2 separate regions of the Macaca mulatta genome follow, and region 2 is linked to region 1. The links are chromatin contacts, called in public Hi-C maps. All regions are on one chromosome and are shown on one strand. The core of a region is the stretch at or near the end of the contact, and the rest is flanking DNA. Distances in the headings are between cores, read along the strand shown. Region 1 overlaps SLIT1 (slit guidance ligand 1). Region 2 has its middle 11 kb from the start of FRAT2.

The links. Hi-C and Micro-C count contacts between places; a contact is called where the count stands out from the background.
Region 2: a contact with region 1 is called in a Hi-C map of fetal cortex germinal zone, with 2.1 times the contacts expected there. The contact joins two enhancer-like sites. A contact is called at or near these places in 2 of 14 Hi-C or Micro-C datasets (fetal cortex germinal zone and liver).

The regions. Positions count from the first base shown.
Region 1 is chr9:109,102,798-109,107,050 of T2T-MMU8v2.0, reverse strand. The region is part of intron 4 of SLIT1 (slit guidance ligand 1); the gene reads left to right. Among named protein-coding and RNA genes, the nearest start is that of SLIT1, 120 kb to the left of the region's middle. Within about 2 kb of position 2,295, at least 2 of the 40 cell types and tissues checked have an H3K27ac peak or open chromatin away from gene starts, as enhancers often do. A contact at or near this core is called in fetal cortex germinal zone, where this site is marked.
Region 2 is chr9:109,390,659-109,394,911 of T2T-MMU8v2.0, reverse strand. No RefSeq gene overlaps it. Among named protein-coding and RNA genes, the nearest start is that of FRAT2, 11 kb to the right of the region's middle. Within about 2 kb of position 2,506, at least 11 of the 40 cell types and tissues checked have an H3K27ac peak or open chromatin away from gene starts, as enhancers often do. A contact at or near this core is called in fetal cortex germinal zone, where this site is marked.

The DNA.
Region 1 (4,253 bases), core at 1,046-3,545:
ACGGATGGAGCTTGCATGACCTATCACCTCCCAAAGTCCTCACCTCCTAATACCATCATATTGGGGATTAGGTTTCAACCTATGCCTTTTTTGGGAGGAAACGATCATTCAGACCATAGCAATGTGTCTGGCAGGCATGTGGGTGGGTCTGCACTGGTGAAGAGCTTAGCAATCTTCTGGTCCAGCCTATGAATTGGACAAATGAGGAAACTGAGGCCCCCAAAAAGCAGAAGTGATGTAGCCAAGTCTCTAACACGATTTCAGCTCATTAACTTTGATCCTAAGCACACCCCTCCCTTCCTTAGGGTCATGCCCCAAAGCACCACTGGATGAGTCATCGACTGTTGCGTAACCAATGACTTCAAAATACCGTGACTTTTAAGAACAAACAATAAACATCTCACAGTCTCTGTAGGTGGCTGGGTGGTTCTGGCTTGGGGTTTGTCATGAGATTGCATCACAATGTTGGGGGGTTGTGTCATCTGAAGGCTTAGCTGGGGCTGGAGAATGCTTTTCCATGATGGCTGGCTCACAGGGCTGGCAAACCTGTGCCTGCTGTTGGCAGGAGGCCTCGGTTCCTCTCCATGTGGGCCTCCCCAGAGAGCTGCTGGAGTGTCCTGTGACCTGGCTGGGTTTTCCCAGAGAACAAGAAGGGAGCTACAGTGTCTTTTATGATCTAGTGTCGGAGGTTATCGATTACCACTTCCATCATATGTGGTTCTTCAGAAGTGAGTTACTGAGTCCTGCCCACATTCAAGAGGAGGAGAATGAGCCTCCGTCTTTTGAAGGGAGGAATGTCAAAGAATTTGTGGATGCCTTTTAACCACCACGACCTCCCACTTACACACAACAGTCATACCAAACCGCATGAGATTCCCCCAGCCTGCCTCATTCCTTCCCGTCTCTGGGCTTCTGTACATGCTGTTACCACTGCTTGGAATGCCCTTTCCTCATTTTTCATTTCTGTCTGGGATGCATCAACTCTGTAAGATCCAGTCAGAGATCACCTCTCCTCCCTCCGGCGGACTTGCTCACTCACTTCTCTGCACTCTCCCGTCTCTTTGGCAGTACTGCTCCTCCAGCCGTTGTTGAAAGCTGGCATGTACACCCCATGAAAGCAAGTCTTTGGGGGTCCCCAGCAGACCATCAGCTCTCAGTACACATTTCTGGAGTGAAGGATTGAAGGTCCACTCACTGGTTTCCCATCTGTGCCCTCTTCTGGGCGTGAGTGCTCTAGGGTAGACCACGCACGTGTGGTTAGCTCTGCATCTGCAAGCCCAGCCTGTCACTGGTGCCTGCAGGCACTCCATCAAGGTGGGTTTGGTTTCATGTTGGGCTCCTATGTCAGCCCAGGCTCCTGGTTACTGAGGAACTCGCGTGACCATGAACTCCAGTGTGGGCAGTCTGTTGTTTCCTGTGTGGCCTGCACAGCCCTGCTCTAAATCCAGTAATTTCCCTGCCAGCCCACTCTGCTCAGTGGCAGCACCCCACTTAGGAAGATGGAGAGAACAAGCCCACAAGTCTACAGACCAGGAGAACCATCAAGCCATTAGGGCAGGCACCACCAGGGTAGCAATTTCTTGTATGAAGCAGAGACACTAAGAAGAGGATGCGGCAGCCAAGGAGCTCTCTAGGCAAGGAAGAGATGATAACAAGGATTAGGCAGGCAAAGACTGAAATGTGTCTCTCAAGACACATGGGGCTGGGGGAGTTGCTGCATAAAGACAGGCAGCAGGGAGCAGGCCACTGGGGACCCTCTGGGGAGCAGCTTCTAAATGGGTGGAATTTGGGGAATGTCTCCAGGAATACTGACAGACTACACAGGGGAGCTGGAGATATGGCACAAGTAACCAAGATCGAAGACCAAAGATGCCATGTGGAGAGCAGGAAGGGAAGATGGGGCCAGGCAAGTGCGGGAGGAGGAAGCTTCCCCTGCAGGAAGGGGAGATGCCTCAGGGATGGCAGGTGGGATGGCTCGGGAGGAGGGACAGCTGTGTCTATGCTGCAGGCTTGAATCATCTCCCTTCCAGGAGAGAGAGCAAGAACGAGGGGCGCTGATGGTGCCAAGGCCCCTTCAGACACAGCTACTTGGCTGCTTTTCTGAAGGCTGTAGGGGGACAGGACAGGAGGGGCTGGGTTTGAGGGAGGGAGTGCACAGATGTTGGTGCCCACTTTGTGGGGACTGGCAGGCAATTGTTTTGCCAGGCTTTCATTTTTCCCATTTTGTACATGAGGAAACTGGGCTCGGGAGGGAAAGGGTGCCTTGCAGATGCACAGCCAGGAAGGGGAGGGCCAGGACTCAAACCCCAGGCTCCTCCCTCCAGCTGCAAGTCCCCAGCCCAGAGAAGGGGAGGTAGCTGGGGACCGAGCTCCCTCCAGGACAGGGTGCCTCTCCAGTTCCATCATTCATCCATCCATCCATTCATTCATTCATTCATTCAACGAATGCTTGCCAAGTGGCTGATGTGGGCCAGGCACTGTCCTAGGTGCTGGGATGCAGCAGCAGCCGGTCCAGTGCCCTCTAGCTCAGCTGCCCGCTACCTTTCTGACTCAGGGCTCTGTGCACACCGCTAGGTTTCTCAACAGGGAAACCCAGACAGGGCAGCGGTGGCCTTGACAGTTCAAGGGGCAGTGTGCGGCGGGGTAGGGGGCTGTGGACTGCGTTCTCGGACCCTGTGTGGTGGGGGCTGAAAGGAAGGGCACTGTCAAAACCCACAGGCCTGGCCCAGGAGGAGGAGGTGGGGCTGTGGAATGGCCCGGCACTGGGGCCTACATCAGGACGGTCCGCCTCTGGTTGTTCACCTTCAGGACCCGGGTGTGTCCGGGGCAAGGCTCTGGGGCAGGGAGCCTGGGTCCAACCCAGGTCAGTTATTTCACATCTTGGAGCTCAGTTTCCTCCTCTGCGAAATGGGCGCAATGGCAGTTCCTACCCCCAGGGCTGCTGTACAAGCTGGGGCTCTGGGACCTGAATGCCTGGGTTGAAATTCTGGAGCCACCACCCACCAGCTGGATTACCTTGAAGAAGTTGCTTAGCTTCTCTGAGCCTCGCTTTTCTCCTTTGTATAATGGGGATGGTGATCGTATCCACGCCATGCTCCTGGGAAGTACTCAGGGCAGTGCCGGCCTGGGGGGAGTGTGGCTGTGAGTAGGAAAAGCTGACCTGGAAAGGGGCGTTTGCACACGTCTGTGGATGCCAGGGAGGCTGCTGAGAGGGAAGAGAGGCAGGTGGACAGGTGTCAGAGGCCCGGTCCTGCCAGGGAGTGGAGGAAGGGCCCCAAAGCCGGCCTGGCAGTCACTGAGGCTGAGGATTTGCAGTCCCAACAGCGTCCCCTCCCTCACATCAGGGCATTCATGGGGAGTTGTGAAGTCCTCAGTGATCCCAGCCCCACTGCGTTCTCCTGACTCCCTGTGACCCAGGCTCTCGGAGGTGCCCTGCTGCCTGCAGTCCCCAAGAGCACCGGGTTTGGAGTCAGGCCCTGCCTGGAGTTAAAGACCTGACTGGGCCACTGGCTGGCTGGGTCGTGGAGCCAATTTTGTCCTTACTGAGTCAGCTTGCTTAGCATAAGATACAGAGCGTAAGCCCCAGGCACAGCCGCCACAGATGGCCCAGGGTGCCGTCCCTCCCAGCCTGGTGCCAGATAGTGGTCATCAATCCCCCTCCAGAAGCACTTCTGTTGTGTGCCCCTTTGCAGCCCTGCACGATGCTATGGGGGGCTGAACTGGCCTCTGTGGGTCCGGTGGGCTGACTTCTGTGGGCATTAGGCTGTTCTCGTATTACTATAAAGAAGTGCTGAGACTGGGTAATTTATAAGAAAAGAGATCGACTTGGCTCACGTTCCGCAGGCTGTGCAGGAAGCAAAGGCATCTACTTCTGGGGAGGCCTCAGGGAGCTTTTTCTTCTGGTGGAAGCCGGAGGCGGAAGCAGGCACTTCACGTAGGGGAATGGAGAGGGAGAATGGAGGAGGAGGCTCCATACCCTTCAACAACCAGAGCTCCCGGAACTCACTCGCCATCGAGAAGTCAGCACCAAACCAGGAGGGATCAACCCCCATGACTGGATCACCTCCCACCAGGCCCCACCTCCAGCACTGGGGATTACCATTCAACATGAGATTTGGGTGGGGGCAAATATCCAAACTACATCAGGTGGGGTCTGGCAGGGCTGGTCATAGCTGCCCCAGGCTTCTCCTTCCAGCTGCAAGCCCCCAGCCCGAGAAGGGGAGGCTGGGGACTGAGCTCCCTCCAGGACATGG
Region 2 (4,253 bases), core at 1,257-3,756, 290 kb before region 1:
AATACTGACTAAGAATGTAGGTAGATGGTGTTTGTGTAGTGGCTTGTCACTGCATACTCATTCCAGGGCTGAGGTCTGTAGATCAGCTTTGCAAGTCTAAAATCAGGATTGATGCTGGGTGCGGTGGCATGTGTCTCTAGACCCAGCTACTTGGAAGGCTGAGGTGGGAGGATCACTTGAGGCCAGGAGGTTGAGGCTGCAGTGTACTTTGGTCCAGCCTGTGAATAGTCACTGCACTCCAGCCTGGAACTCTAAATAAATAAGGATAAAATCAGGATTGATCAGGTTCAGAGAAGAAAATACAGATTCACATGAGACCTAGTCAAAATTATAATATATTAATTTATAATGAGAACTATCACTGCCCAAGATGCTCAAGGTGACTGCTCGGCACATGCTTCCTTGCATAGGAGGCCAGAACTAGTGGTTTTTCTGTACTGGGGGCGTAAAACGGGGCAACTGGAGTCATGCAAGTGATAGGTGAATCATATTGTCATTGGGGTGGGACAGTTTTGTCTCTAGGGATATAACTGCCTACAGGGGGTCCCATTCTCCTAGCAGCCTGTTGGGGCCCTGCCCCTCTATTTTGGTTGGCTGCAGAATGGAACAGATCCTTCCTCTCTGGTGTCTTGTATGGCCTTTGTAGCCATTTACCTGCTGTTCAGAAGCTGTTTGGAGATTTTTTTTTTTTTTTTTTTTTGAGATGGAGACTCGCTCTGTCGCCCAGGCTAGAGTGTAGTGGCCGGATCTCGGCTCACTGCAAGCTCCGCCTCCTGGGTTTACGCCATTCTCCCGCCTCAGCCTCCCGAGTAGCTGGGACTACAGGCGCCCACCACCACTCCCAGCTAATTTTTTGTATTTTTAGTAGAGATGGGGTTTCACCATGTTGGCCAGGCTGGTCTTGAACTCCTGACCTCAGGTGATCCACCCCCATCGGCCTAAAGTGCTGGGATTACAGGCATTAGCCACCATGCCCAGCCTGTTCTGAGATTTAATAAGGCTTCCTTCACAGGCAGGCATGCCTGGATTGAATTTCCAAGCCCAGTTCTGGCTTTCACCAGAGAGACATCCTGTTCCCTCTGGGGCCTTGTTCAGATAACTAATCCTATCCATCACGCGTAGACTTGAAGGGTTTAACTTCCAGAGGGCAGCCTGATTTCCAGCTTCCAGGGATGTCACCCTGTAGACCCACAGGTACTCACTACAGAGCTGATGATTTTAAGTCAGAATTTCAAAGAGGATGTGAAGCACTGATGACAGGCAGATGGATTTGCAACTGGTGCCAGGAATAACCTGTACAGCCCTCATGGCCTCCACCAATGAAGGTTCTACAAGCTCTTGGAAGTCTTGGTTTTTCGTCTGTTTTTTTTTTTTTTTTTTTTTTTTTTTTTTCTTTTTTTGAGACAGTCTCAATCTGTCACCCAGGCTGGAGTGCAGAGGCATGATCTCCGCTCACTACATCCTCTGGGTTCAAGCAATTCTCCTACCTCAGCCTCCTGAGTAGCTGGAATAACAGGTGCATGTTGCCACGCCCAACTAATTTCTGTACTTTTAGTAGAGATGAGGTTTCACCATGTTGGCCAAGCTGGTCTTGAACTCCTGACCTTTAAGTGATCCGCCTGCCTCAGCCTCCCAAAGTGCTGGGATTACAGGTGTGAGCCACCACGCCCGGCCAGAAGTCTTGTTTTTAACCAGAACAGTTGCTATGCCATAGCTCTTGGACTTGAGGCCACTGAGCCTGAATTACATACACAGTAGATAACCTGAGACCAACCCTCAGTTGTAAATATGCTCATAAAAATGACAAGGCACAGTATTGCCCTGAGCAGATTTTATGTGTATCGATTGGATCACTGTGTGATAATACTTATCTAAAAACGCCTTCCTTCATCGTTCCAGCAGCTAGTTCAACTCCTCGCAGAAGGTGGGGTGCTCCCAAGCAAACACTGGTAATTAACTAGCAAAGCTGACATCTAGTATTCTGAGAAAATTCCTCCCTGCTCACATGAGGACTATCACATGGGTCATGCAGGCCCCCTTCCTCGGGATTTCACAAAGGGGCCTAGTATCTGTTCCATGCACAGTCACAGTCACACCTGCCAGATTTGAATCTCCTGCACAGGTACAGTGGCAGTTAAAACTGGAGCTTGTATGGAGCTCTCCAGTTTACCAAACACATTCACACCCACCATCTCTTTTGATCCTTGCAACAGTCGCCCTGTTTGCATTGTGATCATGGTTATCTTTATCATGATTCCCACTTCGCAGCTGAGAACTGAAAGGCAGAAAGGATGCATGGTTTGGGCAGAGTTATGCAGGTAGCAGAAGGTAGCACCCAGGTCTCTGGAGTTAAAGCCTGTGCTGCTGCAGCATGCTGAAATTAGCCCCAGGGAGGGCACAGTGTTGCAAAGAGGCTTGGCTGTGAATTTCCAAATGCCGTGTGAAGTTGGACACCAGCGTCTGTTCTCCCTCCCATTCATTACCCTGCAGGCTCTTTGCTTCCAAAGCTCTGCTACTCTGGGATAAAGACCAATTACAAAACAGGTCTCTTTATACTCAGTGAGAGGCGGGTGAGTGTGCCAGCGTGAACTTGACATGAAGGGAAAGGCTGGGCTGGGCTGCGCATTCCTTCCTGTCTCCTTCAAGGAGGGGGATGCAATTGGCCTGCAAGTCTCTTTCCATGATCTTCTTGTACATTTCTCTCTCTCTCTCTCATTGGGCATTTATTCTGAGCAAAGGACTTCCAGAAAGACATTTGGTGAGGCGTGGGAGATAGAGTAGCAAGCAATGCAGGCAGGATCCTTGCCTTCACAAAGTTTATGAGGAGACAGAACAAATAAATAAAAAAAACTAATAAAACACATGATTAGGACAGTGCTATGAAGGTTCAGCATGGATATTATGCTGGGCCCTGGTTTGGGCAAGGGGAGGGAGCCATAGCAGGAGGGCCTCTTGGAGTGACATTTAGCTAAGACCTGGAGGATAAGTAGGCTTTAGGGCAGCAAACAACCAAGGCTCCTACATTTCCAGAAATCCGGGACCAAGAGCAGCAGTCACTTGCAACTTGGAAGGTGGGCTAGGGCTGGACCCGTGTGGAAGCCTTGTTTGCATACCAGGCTTATGGTTTCTACTTAGACTGTGTTTATGTGTGTGTGTGGTTGGGGTTGGGAGCAGTGCTGTTAAAGTGCCTCACTCTGGCCAGGCGTGGTGGCTCACACCTGTAATCCCAGCACTTTGGGAGGCCGAGGCAGGCAGATCACCTGAGGTCAGGAGTTCGAGACAAGCCTGGCCAACACGGTGAAAAACCATCTCTACTAAAAATACAAAAATTAGCCGGGTGTGGTGGCAGGCACCTGTAACCCCAGCTACTTGGGAGGCTGAGGCAGGAGAATTGCTTGAACCTGGGAGGCAGAGGTTGCAGTGAGCCGAGATTGTGCCGTAACACTCCAGCCTGGGCAACAAGAGCGAAACTCCATCTCAAAAAACAAACAAAAAAAAAGTGCCTCACTTCGGGGCTGTGATGCTACAGGCCAAGAAGCGGGGAAAGAATGTTCAGCAGTAGAGGCCCTGGAGCAGAAGAGTTTGGCTTCTTCAAAGAACTGACAGAAGGCCAAGGTTACCCAACCAAGGGTGCAAGGAGGAGAGTGCTGGCAGACAGGGCTGAGAGGCTGGTGGTGGAGGCGGTTCTCACTGGGACTGGAATTATCCTCACTCAAATTAGAGGGGAGGGAGTGCACAGGACACTGACCTAATTCAATATATTATTATTATTTTTTTAAGATCACTGGCTATTGTATGGATGATGGATTAGAACAGGGCAAGAGGAAATGAGGAGACCTGCTGGGAAGCTGCTGTTATGATCCAGACAAGAGGGGCTGGTACATTAGGCTGGGGTGGAGGCAGTGCTGGACAGGGAGATAAGAAGTGGCTGTTGGCTGGGTGGGTGGCTCACGCCTGTAATCCCAACATTTTAGGAGGCCGAGGCAGGCCGATATCTTGAGCCCAGGAGTTGGAGACCAGCTTGGGCAATATGGCAAAACCCCTTCTCTACAAATCATACAAAAATTAGCTGGGCATGACGGCACCCACCTGTATTCCCAGCTAGTGGGGTGGCTGAGGTGGGAGGATCACCTGAACCCAGGGAGGTTGAGGCTGCAGTGAGCTGTGATCCTGCCACTGCACTCTAGCTGTTTAGCGACAGAGTGAGACACTGCCTCAAAAAAATTAAAAATTAAAAAAAGCCGGGTGTGGTG